2 separate regions of the Zea mays genome follow, and region 2 is linked to region 1. Evidence: chromatin contacts called from public Hi-C data. All regions are on one chromosome and are shown on one strand. Each heading gives the region's core, a stretch centred on a gene start, on an enhancer-like site or on the middle of the called end of the contact. The rest is flanking DNA. Distances are from core to core; before and after follow the strand shown.

Region 1 (6,604 bases), core at 2,929-5,428:
GATAGTTTGAGAATCTCATTTTTTTATTAGATTTCTAATTTCTCAAGAGAAAATAAACTAATTTTCTTTAGGAAAATAAAAAACCCTTGGAAAAATAGGCTTCCTAAACTAGTTCTTAAAAGTTAAAACTGTCTTAGAATGTTATTTAGACAATTTTTAATAGATTGAGAGATAGAATAACTGATTTTATAGGTGACGAGGCATATACAACCACCAATAATTAAGAAGATTAAGTAGATTTTTTCTAAGATTTATACATGTTGTGATTAATGAGGCTCATTAGCTTGAAACTAGAGGTGGTAATGGGTTCTAAGTTTTACACTATAAAATTTAAGATCGAATTAGATCAGGTTCTATTTCGATTAATTTTTAAACTAGAATTGATTAAGAGCTCAACTAAATTATGAAGAGACATTTGGATCGAGATCCATTACCATTCGTACTTGGAACCGACTGAGCTCGGCAACTGAAATTACAAAACGGGCAGGTCGGCTAGGCTACGGTCAATAGTCATCTTATTCTTACATGAGGGTGTTATCTCTGGGCTGTCATAGTGATCTAACATATGAGGGTGTCATCTCTTGGTTCTGACAGCTTCTGCATGCGGATTATTGGATTGATGACCAACAGGACAGTGGAGAAGTAACGCGCATCCGCGCATTCTGATGACCAATTGTATTGGCTATGCATATCACACTCTGTTATCACGCTTCATGTGAGAGTACATCCAATTTCTTCTTCGCCGAGCCTACGATGGCTTCAGGTTAGGTTTGCATCGGGTTAATCTTTCAGTTTTCAATTTTTTTTTTTTGGATTCCTGGGTGAAAATAGTGGCATTTTGGAAAAGTACAAATTTTTTTACTGACATGGGATGATGGGAAATTGGGAATTCAATACTTTTCTATTTTCACAAAATTCATGTGCCCTCTCGGTGAAAATAGAGTGCTGTTTTGAAAAAAAAAACTGAAGTACTTATTGGTCTCTGTAACATTGCAACAAAACATGTGTTTCGAAGACATGCCATCAAATACACTTTCCAACCTAATGAAACACATCTCAAACAAACGAATACTCGAGTTTCAAAAATATATGCTGTAACAATGGACATCACCGCTTCGCTCAGTATCGCTTGGACAGCCATGCTAATGTATTTCTGTCTCAAATGAACAGAGAATTGGATATTTGACATCACAAAAAATGGTATTCATAAAATTGCCATCAATCCTATATTGCGGATGAACTCACAATTCATGGATACAGCGATAATTATAAGAGGAAAACGTTCTAAGAGGTAAAATACCGATTATTTGCATAATGAATATAGCAGCAGCCGCAGCAGCACTATCCCGAAAGGCAGCCGAACTATCATCCCGTTAGGTATTTCCCCATTTGTATCATTGCAACGTGCTTCCTTCATTCTAAAATATAATTCGTTTTAAATTAATTATATATTTATTAGTATGTCTATATTTATTATCATTTAAATGAACGTGGATAGAAAAAATGACTAGAAAGACTATTTAGAACGAGGAAATATATAATTAACAGCAGGAATTTATTTAGAAGGCTGCAAGACCCTTGTGACCTTGAGCCAACCACACATGCTGAACATCTTTAGACAATGCTGATGCTGTCTCATCAGTTATCCTATCTCATCCACTATTTCAAAATTTATTTTATAAACAGTGTAATCTACAATATAAATTATCTATTTTACAGGGTCGGACAATCTTACAATGTAGAATTGCGCCGTCCCGCATAGTAGATCAGATGCATTTTCTACACCACAACTGAACACGTGGGAATCTGCCCTAACTGTCAATGACTAGGCCTGATTTTAACTATTAGAACGGAGAAACCAGAGTAGTAGGCTGGGCAGCTGTATATATAATCTGCCAGATATGTCAATAACTGCCCAGTTTTTACGTATCCAGCAGATTCTGGCCTGGTGCAGGCTTCCAAACAAAATGCAGATCTTAAACTGCATATCTTCGAACATAACGAATCTGTAAGGGTAGCATGCATCTTCCATTACAAAGTGTAGCTAACTTAGAACATCGGTTCTCCTGGTTTTTGCCTTAATAACTTATCAATGGATTGGCCCACACAGTAGCGAAGCTAGCAAATAATTTATCGGGGTCATCAATATTATCTACTGGATCTTTACTATAGAACTTTTGTTATTAACACCGTTTTTCTATTAGATATTCAAAAAATTACCGGGGTCATCTGACCCCAAAATAAGGGCTGGCTCCGCCCCTGGGCCCACACTAGCACTTCCAGATAATAATTCCACTAAGGCCTTGTTCGTTTCCGTCGGATTGCACCCGGAATAGTTCCAGCTAATCAAAGTTTATATAAATTAGAGAAGCAATCCGGTCAAGAATCGTTCCGACCCACCAATCCGACAGAAACGAACAAGGCCTAAAGGGACCCTATTACCGGAATAGCTTCGGATACACATGTAACAATTTTGACTGCCCAATAACCAATTTGATCCCAAGGCAAAGAATAACCAGTTACACCAAATGATGCAGTCAATACAACTAAAACCACGCTCGTGACCCAAGTTAATTCACGGGGTTTACCTGTGAGATACACACGAAATACGTGCAAGATCATCATTAGAATCATCATACTTGCTGACCATCGATGAACCGATCAGATTAACCAACCAAAGTTGGCCTCCATCATTATAATATTGAACGGAGGAAAAAACCTCTGTAACGGTCGGTCGTAAAAAGTCATAGCAAAACCGGTAACGACTTGTAAGTGTAATTCTCCCTAAACAATAAAATATGTTGACATGAGGAGGAATATATTTACTAGTTATATCATCCGCAATTGCCTGAATTGCAAGACGTTCTTCAAACCGTATATGAAAATTTCATCTCGTACGGCTCAAGCAGAAATACACAAATTTGGCTCAAGCAGAAATACACAAATTTTCAGCGGATATTACAAACGACTCATAATTCATATCATACATAGAATATAAGTAACGTGTCTAATCCACAGGAGGCTACACCAACTACGGCATGAGAAAAGCAATTGACTACAAGGCAAGTTATGCATTTGGTACTACTATCTGATCTTCTTGTTCATGTTGCCGGCGAGCTGCCGCATCTGGAACCTCCAGAACATGAAGATGGTGAGGGCAACGCCAACGAAGACGAGCACCACCACCATCTCCCCTTCCGACTCCGATTTCCACGAGGCCTCCTCGATCCGCCACTTGTTGCCCCCGTCCATCGCCGCCGCCCCAACCAGCGCGTACACCCGTCGCCGCTCCCGCACCGCCACCGCGGCCACGGGGCCGTCGGGCGCGGGCGCGGCCTCGTCCCGCACCCCGCACGAAGCCCACCCGTCGTTGCTCACGACGAGGCGCAGCCCCGCGGCCCCGCCCACCGCCACCGCCCCATCGGTCCGGACCGCCACGGCGGTCGGCGTGAGGGCGCAGGACACGGTCCTCGTGGCGCCGTCCTCCATGTCCACGCGGAGGACGCTGCCCGAGCTGGGCTGGCCCACGAGCAGGAAGCCTCGGCTCACGTGTGCGGTGAGCGAGGCTAGGGGCACGGAGCCGAGCGCCGGCGCGGATGCGAGCGTGGCGAGCTCGCCCTCTACGGATAGCTTGTAGATTCGAGCGCCCACAGTGAGGAAGGCGTTCCCGGTGTGCGGGTCCACAGCGATGCCGCCCGGAGGGGCGGGGTCCGCAACAGGCGTCGAGAGGATGAGGCGGTGCGGCCGCGGGGAGCGGAGATCGAACGCGGAGACGGATCCCGGGGAAGCGACGAGGAGGCGGCGTCGCCGGTCGTCGACGGCGACGCAAGAGGCGCCAGAGGAGACGATCGATTCGGTTACCCCAGCGTCTGAGACGGAAAGGACGGCATCGCCGCCGCCGGCGACGACAAAGTGCTGCGCCGTAGGGTCCCAAGCGAGGGACGCGGGATTGACCGCGCGTGAGGGGGCGAAAGTAATGATGTGGCGCGCGTTGGAGGGGATCGGCGCGACGGCGGCGAGGACAAGGAGGAGGAACAGCGTGGCGGGGTGGAAGGCCATTGGTAAGGGGATATCCCACTGTTCGTCTGCAATTGGAGGAAGACGAAGACGATTTCGTCTAGAGCGTATAGAGATCTCGAGCCTATAGTATACAACCCGCGGCGAGGGCAAAACGAAAATAGTGTAGAAAGGAGATATATTGTGTTTAATACGTGCAGGGTGGGATGTATTGTATTGAGTTTTTGGGATTAATATATTAGGAATATGGTTTGGAGATAAGGAAGGTCATCCAATCCATTCTAAATCAACCATATCAAAAATTGTCTAATATACTCTGATAAATAAAAGATAATTGTATATTTAGATATACTCTGACAAATAAGAGATAATTGTATATTTAGAACTCTAAACATTGTGCTTCACAATAATGCCACTCAAAATATTTGCATCGAAAAAAAGGATTACAAACATGTTCTAATTGATTAAGCTGCTATTTAATGTGTTCTCTTCCTTTTGTAATCTAATCTCGTGTACTTTGTCCCTAACAAGATAATTTTACCCCTTTATTAATTATACGCTCAAGGTGGACTTTGAATCCACCAGGATAACGCGAACAGGCAGACACCTGCTGCTGCTCGCCAAACGGCTGCTCCCTGCTCACCGAACGGCTGGGCAACAGGTGCTGCTCGCCAACATAGATGGCCACGAACACGGATACGAACAGCATTATGGTCACGGATAGGAACAGGATGCGAACAGTATGAACCTCCTCGCCGAGCGTGGCTGTCGGTGCGGCCTTGGCCAGCCGGTAGGTGGAGAACAATGGAGATATCTCCGTGGTCGGAACGCTGGTGTGAATGTTGTGATTGGAGTCTGAAGTAGCTCATGCAGATGATAACCTTTTGTATCGATAATATCGAGGTAGCCGAGTGCAAGGGTGTGGAGCCGTTGTCGAGGTGTCGTGCGTCGATAGTTGTGGTCGATGTAGTTGTCGAGAATGCCGAAGAAGCCAAACTACACGAGTCCCGGGCGCAGCACGCGGGAAGGCCCACGGTGCGCCAAGAGGCACCAGGTTGACGATGGCGTAGAAGGAGGGTGTCGTAGGCAAAGACGGTGACACAATCGCGGTAGTCGATGAAGGAGAAGCCAACGCAGAGGACGATGTTGTCAAACCGCCATGGACAAGGCGTACTCCAGGTTCACCAGATCTGGAAACGCATCGTGGACGAATGAACGCGCTGGTGTTTCCAATATCAGACGTACAAGGGAGACGGTCCCAACCATGTGTCAGCGCCTAAAGGGGCTAGAAAAGAAGACCTCCACGGCGGTTGTGATCCGGTATCGCTGGAGTGCCATCACAACTCACGATTGCCCGAAAAGAGTAAACAAAGTAGTCGAGGATGAGATGGTGATGCTAGCAACAAGGTTGTGTTGGACAAAGACGAAGAGATAGACGTGGCGACACATCGAGGTTCCTGGAGTTGCCGGCGGGAGAGCCACAACACATAGGAAGAAGGTCATCGACATCGCCACTGTAGCGCGACGGTGGTGCTTGAAGTTGGCGAAGAACTCGAATAGCTGAAGAAGACCATGCGCGAGAGACATGCATCATATGCTTAACGATGACGAAGACAAACGTTGCGGTTACACAAACATGTGGCACATCCTACAAGGGTGTTTCCCCCGGTGGAGATGGATCTCCTCGTGAGCAACACGACCATGTAGAAAGGAGATATTGTATAAAGCGTGGAATGATGGGTTGTATTGCATTGAGCCCCTGGATGAATATATATATATATATATATATATATATATATATATATATATATATATATATAGTTTGTATATTTGGAGCCCTAGTCTTTCAATAATTAGAGGAAGCTCTGGCTCAATGGTGCCATCCGGTTCAGCCGCACCAGGTTTGAGCGACTATAAAAACACCACCAGGCCGCCAAGGATTAGGTTTTAGCGGGGGCGGCGGTTCCCTCGGGTGAGCGAACGGCGGCGACGGTTTCTTCGGGCGTGCGAGCAGCGATAATCCCAGGGGCCAGCGACGGTGGCGCCCTGAGGAGGGCGATCGACGGTGGCGCTCCCCTAGGATCGAGCGGCGTCGACACTCCCGAAGGATCAAGCGACGACGACCTCCCTAGGACCGAGCGACGCCAGGAGCGAGCGACGACGGCGCTCCCCCAGGACCGAGCGACGGGGGGCACTCCCCCAGGATCGAGGATCTCGGAGGCGCGCCCGCGGCGGTGGATCTGGTAGGCACGCCCGCGATGGTGGATCTGGGAGGCGCACGCAACGTCGGCTCCTCGGAAGCGCGTACCCTGGAGTGGCGCCCGCTGGCGTCCCACGGTCGGCAATGACGCGCGACCTTCCCTAGGCGCGAGCGGTGGTGGATCGACGACCATATTTTTATGCGATTTTGTATACATATTTATGCCAACGTCAATAGATTTTTATGATACTTTGTCAGTTCATGGCTCTCCTTCCATCTTCTGTATGTTTCTGATATTTCTATTCACATTTATGTAAACGTTTGTTGTTTTTTACGTAGTGTATCGTGATACATAAATAACTTACACATGTAGCATAATTAGTATTA
Region 2 (6,604 bases), core at 2,720-5,219, 140 kb after region 1:
CCCTGGACAGTGCATCGGCTGCCTTGTTGTCGCAACCTTTCTTATAAATAATCTTATAGTTGAGACCCAACAGCCTGGTGAACACTTTTTGCTGCCACACTGTATGCAATCTCTGTTCATTTAACTGAGCGAGGCTCTGATGATCGGTGAGAATGTGGAATTCAGCATGTTGGAGGTAATGTTTCCAGTGGTCCACTGCAGCAAGAATTGCTAGATATTCTTTTTCATATGTTGAGAGACCTTGAGAGCGGGGACCCAATGCCTTACTAAGATAAGCGAGAGGATGGCCATTTTGTATGAGAACTACTCCAATGCCGGTTGCTGATGCATCGGTTTCCACCACAAATGGGCGACGGAAGTCGGGCAAGGCAAGAACTGGTGCTGCACACAGCGCCTGTTTGAGGGCTTGGAATGCCTGATCATGATGCTGAGTCCAAACAAACAATTTCCCTTTGCGAAGAAGGTCATTGAGTGGCTTGCAAATGACACCATAATGGGGTACAAATTTACGGTAATACCCCGACAGCCCCAAGAAACTACGCAGCTCCTTTACTGTTGCTGGAACTGGCCAAGCGCGAACTGCTGCAATCTTGTCTGGGTCTGTGGACACACCTTTACCACTGATGATGTGACCCAAGTAAGCTAACTGTCTTTGAGCAAAGGAACATTTGGATATTTTCACCTGCCATTTATCCTTTTGCAGCAGCTGCAACACAAGCCTGAGATGGTGGCAATGATCATCATATGTTTTGCTATACACCAATATATCGTCGAAAAATACTAGGACACATTTTCTGAGCACAGGTGATAGCGTAGTGTTCATTGCCAACTGAAAAGTAGCCGGTGCCCCTAAAAGACCAAATGCCATGACCTTGAATTCATAGTGGCCCGAATGTGTCTGAAATGCTGTCTTATGGGTAGCATCTTCCTTGAGACGGATCTGGTGATAGCCTGCCGTGAGATCAAGGCTAGAAAACCAGCTCGCTCCTGATAACTCATCAAGTAATTCATCTATCACGGGTACAGGAAACTTAGTTTTAGCTGTGATAGCATTGAGATGTCGAAAGTCCACACAAAACCTCCACGATTTGTCTTTTTTCTTTACTAACAGCACAGCTGAAGAAAAGGGACTAGCGCTCGGTTGGATAATGCCTGTGGTAAGCATTTCCTGAACCTGACGCTCAATTTCATCTTTGATCGCCGGAGGGTAGCGATATGGCCTCACAGATACTGGAGATGCACCAGAAATAAGTGGAATATCATGATCCAATGCCCTAGGAGGTGGCAAACCACTTGGTTTGTCAAAAACAGCAGCAAACTCCAAGAGCAACTGATGAATATTAGGAGGTAAACCAACAGGAGGGAACACAGGTGGAACCGGAGATGTAGTAAGCAATGAAATGATAGTCCCCATGGGCAACTCAGGAACCAACCCTTGCAAAAAAATCATGGAACCAGCATAAGGAATAGATAACCATTTTTGTTGCCAGTGCACTCTCATTGGACTGAACCTCTCGAGCCAATCCATACCGAGAATCATGTCAAAATGAGGAATATCCAAAATCTTGAGGTCAGATACAAACTGATAGCCTTGCACTGACCAAGCAGCCTGCAACAACTGAGTGGAACATGACAATGTTGCACCGTTAGCCACCCTGACCTGCACAGGAACAGCAAGTGGTGACAGTCCTTCGAGCCCTTGTATGACCTGTTGACTCAGAAACGATTGAGAACTGCCTGAATCCACCAAAATCAAAAGTGGCTTGTTCTGAATGGTTCCGACAAACCGAATTGTGCAGGGAGCTTCCACACCCAATGAAGCAGCCTCCGAAATAGCAACAAACAGCTGCTCACCTGGCTCCAGAGATTTGTTCTCGGACTCTTCTTGGTCCTCCTCCGGAATTAGATCCCAGACCTCCAAAATAGCAGTGAGGGGCACCGATGCTGGACATTTATGATCACGAGACCATTTCTCTGCACAGCGTTGGCAAAGACCCTTGGCACGACGATAGGCACGCAGAGCCAACAGCTTGTCATCACTTGGTCTTCCACGAGCAGTGTCTCCATACCGTCTGTCATCTGTCAACATGGGTGCTGAACCTTTATCCATCTTGGGTGGCACTGATATAGGACAAGGTGATTTGGCAGCATGCACCCATGAGGACCAGAATTCCGATTTTCCTTGATCACGCCGTCGGTGCACCTCATGGGCCGTTGCTTCATCCTGCAATTGAGCAAGCACGAAAGCAGTATCCAAATCCGACGGCCGTTGAATAAGAACAACAGCTTTTAAATCAGACCTTAATCCCTCAATGAATCGCATAATGAAATACAAAGGATCATTGCTATTTTCATATGCAATCAATTGATCTACCAGGCCAGCAAATTGTTCAATGTAATCAGCTACAGTACCCGATTGCCTAATGGTCAAAAATTGGCGAACTAAAATTTCATGCTGATCACGCCCAAAACGACCCAGTAACATAGAACAGAACTCAGGCCATGCTATGGTTCTAAGACGCTTTTCTACAGACTGTAACCATACAGATGAGGCTCCTGAAAATTGCATGGTAGAAATTCTAATCCACAAATTAGGTGGTACTTGGTATAAGTAAAAATAATCCTCACTGCGTTTGATCCACAGTTTTGGGTTAGACCCATCAAAACAAGGAAAATTTAGTTTGGGAATGTGGCAATTTGAGAGATCAGACGACTGAATATGAGTATGATCACCAACTGAATGATTATGTTGCGATCTCTCATGCGGACCAAACAAACTGGGCTGGAAATCAGAGGTATGCAGTGAAGGGGAAGGCTCAGGCTCCATACCCGTGACCGGGGTATGCGAATGGGTGTACACCGACCCAAACGCAGACTCCCGGTGATGTTTGTCATCGTGGTGCCCTCCTGGGCCGTCGACCGTGATGCCGGCAGATGGGGACGCCGAAGTCGACCCGGGCTTGGTGAAGATGCCCGCCGCGGATGGATGGGACGCAGTAAGGACGACCCGATTCACTGATTTGCGAAGAACGCTGACCTCCTGACGAAGTTCCTCCACTGACGCTTCGACGCGGGGCTGCCAATCCCCAAATGCCGCCGCCTTAGATTCCAGAGATTGGAATCGTTCCGCCAGGGATTTCTCGACCCCTTCCATGCGCTGGGTGAGCGAGCCTTGGAGGTTGTCAACAGACTCGCGCATCGCCTTCATCTCATCCAGCATAATCTTCATGTTCGGATCCATTGCTCCTAACCTCTAACGAAATCTGGTGAAGTGGGGGTGGTGAATCTCGTGAGGCTCCAGGCCGAATTCGCCACAAATCGACCGGGTATGGACAGGAATTAGAGGAGACCCTAAGGAATCAGCAGCTCACTGATTCACTCGAGATCGATCCTGACCTAATCCGTTGCCCAGTCGACCGATGGATTAGGGAATTGGCACTGGAAGAACAGAATCGGACCTCTGATACCACTTTGTTAACAGTAACTATGGAACAAGACTATTGAACAGTAGGAAGAGTAGAAGAACAGAGCAGGGATAGGCAGAAGACAGGCAGAGGCGGCGAGATGTTTAACAGTAGAAGTGTTTACAAGTTTTTCTGATAGATACCCTACACCAAACTCTCCCTCTATTTATATATGTCAGCACTACACCCAGTTGGGTCCAACGACGTTCGGATTTGGCCTTCTCTTTCGCTTGGGCCTGGCCTCCTGGGCTGGTAGTGAGGTGTTGCTGTTGGCAAAAAACGAGTCAACAGAGGTGATTAAATTAAGCACCATCTCAAAGCGACGACAAAAAAAATCACTCTGCGTTAATTTGGTTTGGTAATCTGAAGCAGAACACCGCGAACCCCAGAAACGAGCAGTCGTTCCACCTGTCCTGCAACACGAAAAACTACGCCATGCAGATGCACCAGCACACATGCTTTCGAAAGTCAGTTATATACCCATGGTTTGGATTCCCGGTTCAGTAGTGATCGCTCACTGAACCAGTTGGAAGAAGAAAGGGTAGCACGAGAAACCCGGAATGCTGCTGCCGCTGCAGGTAGCGGTCGTGGTCACCATGCTCGCGTCCCCGGCGGGGGTGCTGGGCATCGCCACCGACGAGGACTGCAGGTGCTTCATGTGCGTCTGCGACCTGGACCCGTATCCGCCCCCGCCGGAGGCGCCGACCCACCACTCACCGCCGGCGCAGCCGCAGCCGCAGCCGGTCCCCTCGCCGCCCCCGCCCCCGCCCCCGCCGCCGGCGCCGGCGCTCCCCGCGTACTACCCGCCGCAGCCGTACGGGTACCCGTGGCCGACCACGTACGGGCCACCGGCGGGGGAGATGTACCCGCGGGACGACAGGAGGAGGGAGTCCAAGTCCGGTGCGCCCCCGCGGCACGGCGGCTGCGGGCGCGCCAGCTTGGCCCTCGCCAGCACCAGCTTGGCTCTGCTGCTGTGGCTTGAGTGATTGTTTTAGTCGCGCCGTGTCGTTCGGTTCGATTAATGCCTACGTAAATCGAGTATATGTATGGCGACCAAACTTTCGTGTTGGGGTAATAATGGGGTTGCATTGCATGTTGTCGCTGGCTGTCAGTGTACTAAATTTATGAGATAGAGCTGCTGCTAAAAAAACCAGCAGACGAGCAGCTCCTTTTTTGTTTAAATTTTTCGGTTACTGATGTTTTTTTCCTCCTTGCGTTTCGTTCACGTAACGCTGCTAACGACGATGCAAATCGTACTGAAAAAAGAAAGAAAGAAAAACAACAAAGAACTAGAAGGTGTTTATGTAGGGTTCGGGGTGCTTGAACTGACCAAGTCTGCTGCAGCTCATCACGCGGCTCACACATGACACACCGCATCAGCCCAAGGCCTTCTCTGTGTGGTAGTGGAGCTTCAACATCTCGTGTGTCATGTGTCGCGGTCAGCCGCTTACCTTACCTTGGTGCACAGGCAGGGTCAGGGTCGAGCGATGCGTGGCCATCTGGAATTCTGGATTGTCATCAGCGTAATTGGCCGGCCCGGCACTCGGTCTTAGTCTTACCCACCGGCCCCGTCAGGCAACGGCAACGGCAACCGGGTCGGGTCAATCCCCGCTCAGCACTCAGCAGCTTGCACGAATGGACCCAGAAGCAGCTCGACCGCGCGCGCGCACTTGTGTCACACTAATTCCCATTCTACGAGTTCAACGTTTCATTCTAGAAGATAGTCAATTATTAAATGGAGTACGCACGTCACACTCCCACACTACAAAAATGCCCCCCCAAGAACACACACACACAACAACTAACGCACCGTACTTTTTTTTTTCGTGCCGCGGTGCCGTTGCTGCGGTCTGTTGCAAACAAGATGGAGGAGGGGTTCATCGGGGCGCGCAGGAGGAGCTGCACCGGCTACCAGCGGCTGCGGGCACCGCCGCCGACGACTCCGGGCAGAGGCACCTGCAGGCTCGGACGGCGAGCGGTCCTCGGCTCGGGAGGCTGGAGGTTCGTCCGGCTACGCCGCCGCCGCCGCCGCCGTGCCAGCGCGCCGCGGTGGTCGTCGCCGCTGCAGCTGCTCAGCCGGATCCTCGACACGTACATCACCTCCATGCTGTCGCAGCCACCACCGAACATCTTGAAGCCACTGAACATGCCGCCGCCGAAGCTGCGCCGTGATGCTTCACCGGGGACGGGGTCGTCGAGACGCCGCGATGCAGGCGGGAGCGGGAGAGGCGTCTTGCTCAACATCTGCGTGGCCGAGGTGCTCCTACGGCGGACCACGTCGGAGGTCAGGCGGTCGCCGTTGCAGCCAACGAAGGACGCGCGGCGCCGCAGCGTCCGTGCATAGAGACCTCCCTACCTCGCTCGTTCCAGCGAAGCGACGTTTCTGCTTACAGGGTCGAATGTTTTTCCTCTGCAATCAGATGCCAAGCCACGATGTTTCAGATAGTTGCAAGTGTTCGAGATAGCTATCTGATCTTACGAAACCACGACAGATATGTTTTCTGTCTCTTGTACCATTAGATTTAGTCCTACATCATCCAAAACTTGGAAAGAGAGCAAAGTAAAGCTGGGAGAACGCATAGCAACCTCTTACGATGTCGTCCTTCAAGAAATACAAGATAAACAAATTCTAACCCTCAAAACATTGTGATTTTGAGTTCTAAAGCTCCAGGCCGCCTCTAACCTCATCAAAATGAATAGGAAAGCTCATGGAGAAAAAAAAAAGAAAGGAGTGATTAGGGGTTTGATTTTACAGCTACAAATTAACGCAGTAGAACATCCTAAGACTGACCACCTCTATTAATGGAGCCATTAACGGAGAAAGTTTTCATAGTAGCATTATCTATATTAATAGGTTATTAACAGAGACAAAACAACTTACATTGCTATCTAGTTAAACAAATGATGGAGGTGGTAGTCATATGATGTCGACCTTTCTTGATGGGTTATTAAATTGCCTTATGTGGATCGTCTCTATTAACCTTTAACCGAGGCAACCACTCAGCTATGGGGACCTACTAGTGATTAATGGAGGTTTAAAGAATAAAACAAGTTTGTAGCATCAAAGCCACTGTCTGGCCAAATAATAATTGTATTCAAAGAACGGACCAAAAGCTTTGAATGTAATAAAACAAATGTTA

The links. A called contact is a pair of places that touch in the nucleus more often than the background predicts.
Region 2: a contact with region 1 is called in a Hi-C map of leaf, with 2.7 times the contacts expected there. The contact joins the promoter of LOC100278180 here to the promoter of LOC100277766 in region 1. A contact is called at or near these places in 5 of 25 Hi-C or Micro-C datasets (ear, leaf and tassel) and 2 of 3 datasets of contacts at active chromatin or transcription factors (leaf and seedling).

What each region holds. Positions count from the first base shown.
Region 1 is chr3:229,463,480-229,470,083 of Zm-B73-REFERENCE-NAM-5.0, forward strand. LOC100277766 reads right to left here and starts at 4,179. Exons shown (of 1, transcript NM_001151252.3): 1 at 2,926-4,179. The coding sequence starts at 4,059. The coding sequence ends at 3,085. It also overlaps a transcript of LOC100276418 not described here.
Region 2 is chr3:229,601,501-229,608,104 of Zm-B73-REFERENCE-NAM-5.0, forward strand. It overlaps LOC100278180, which reads left to right and starts at 3,970. Exons shown (of 1, transcript NM_001151539.1): 1 at 3,970-4,661. The coding sequence starts at 4,025. The coding sequence ends at 4,450.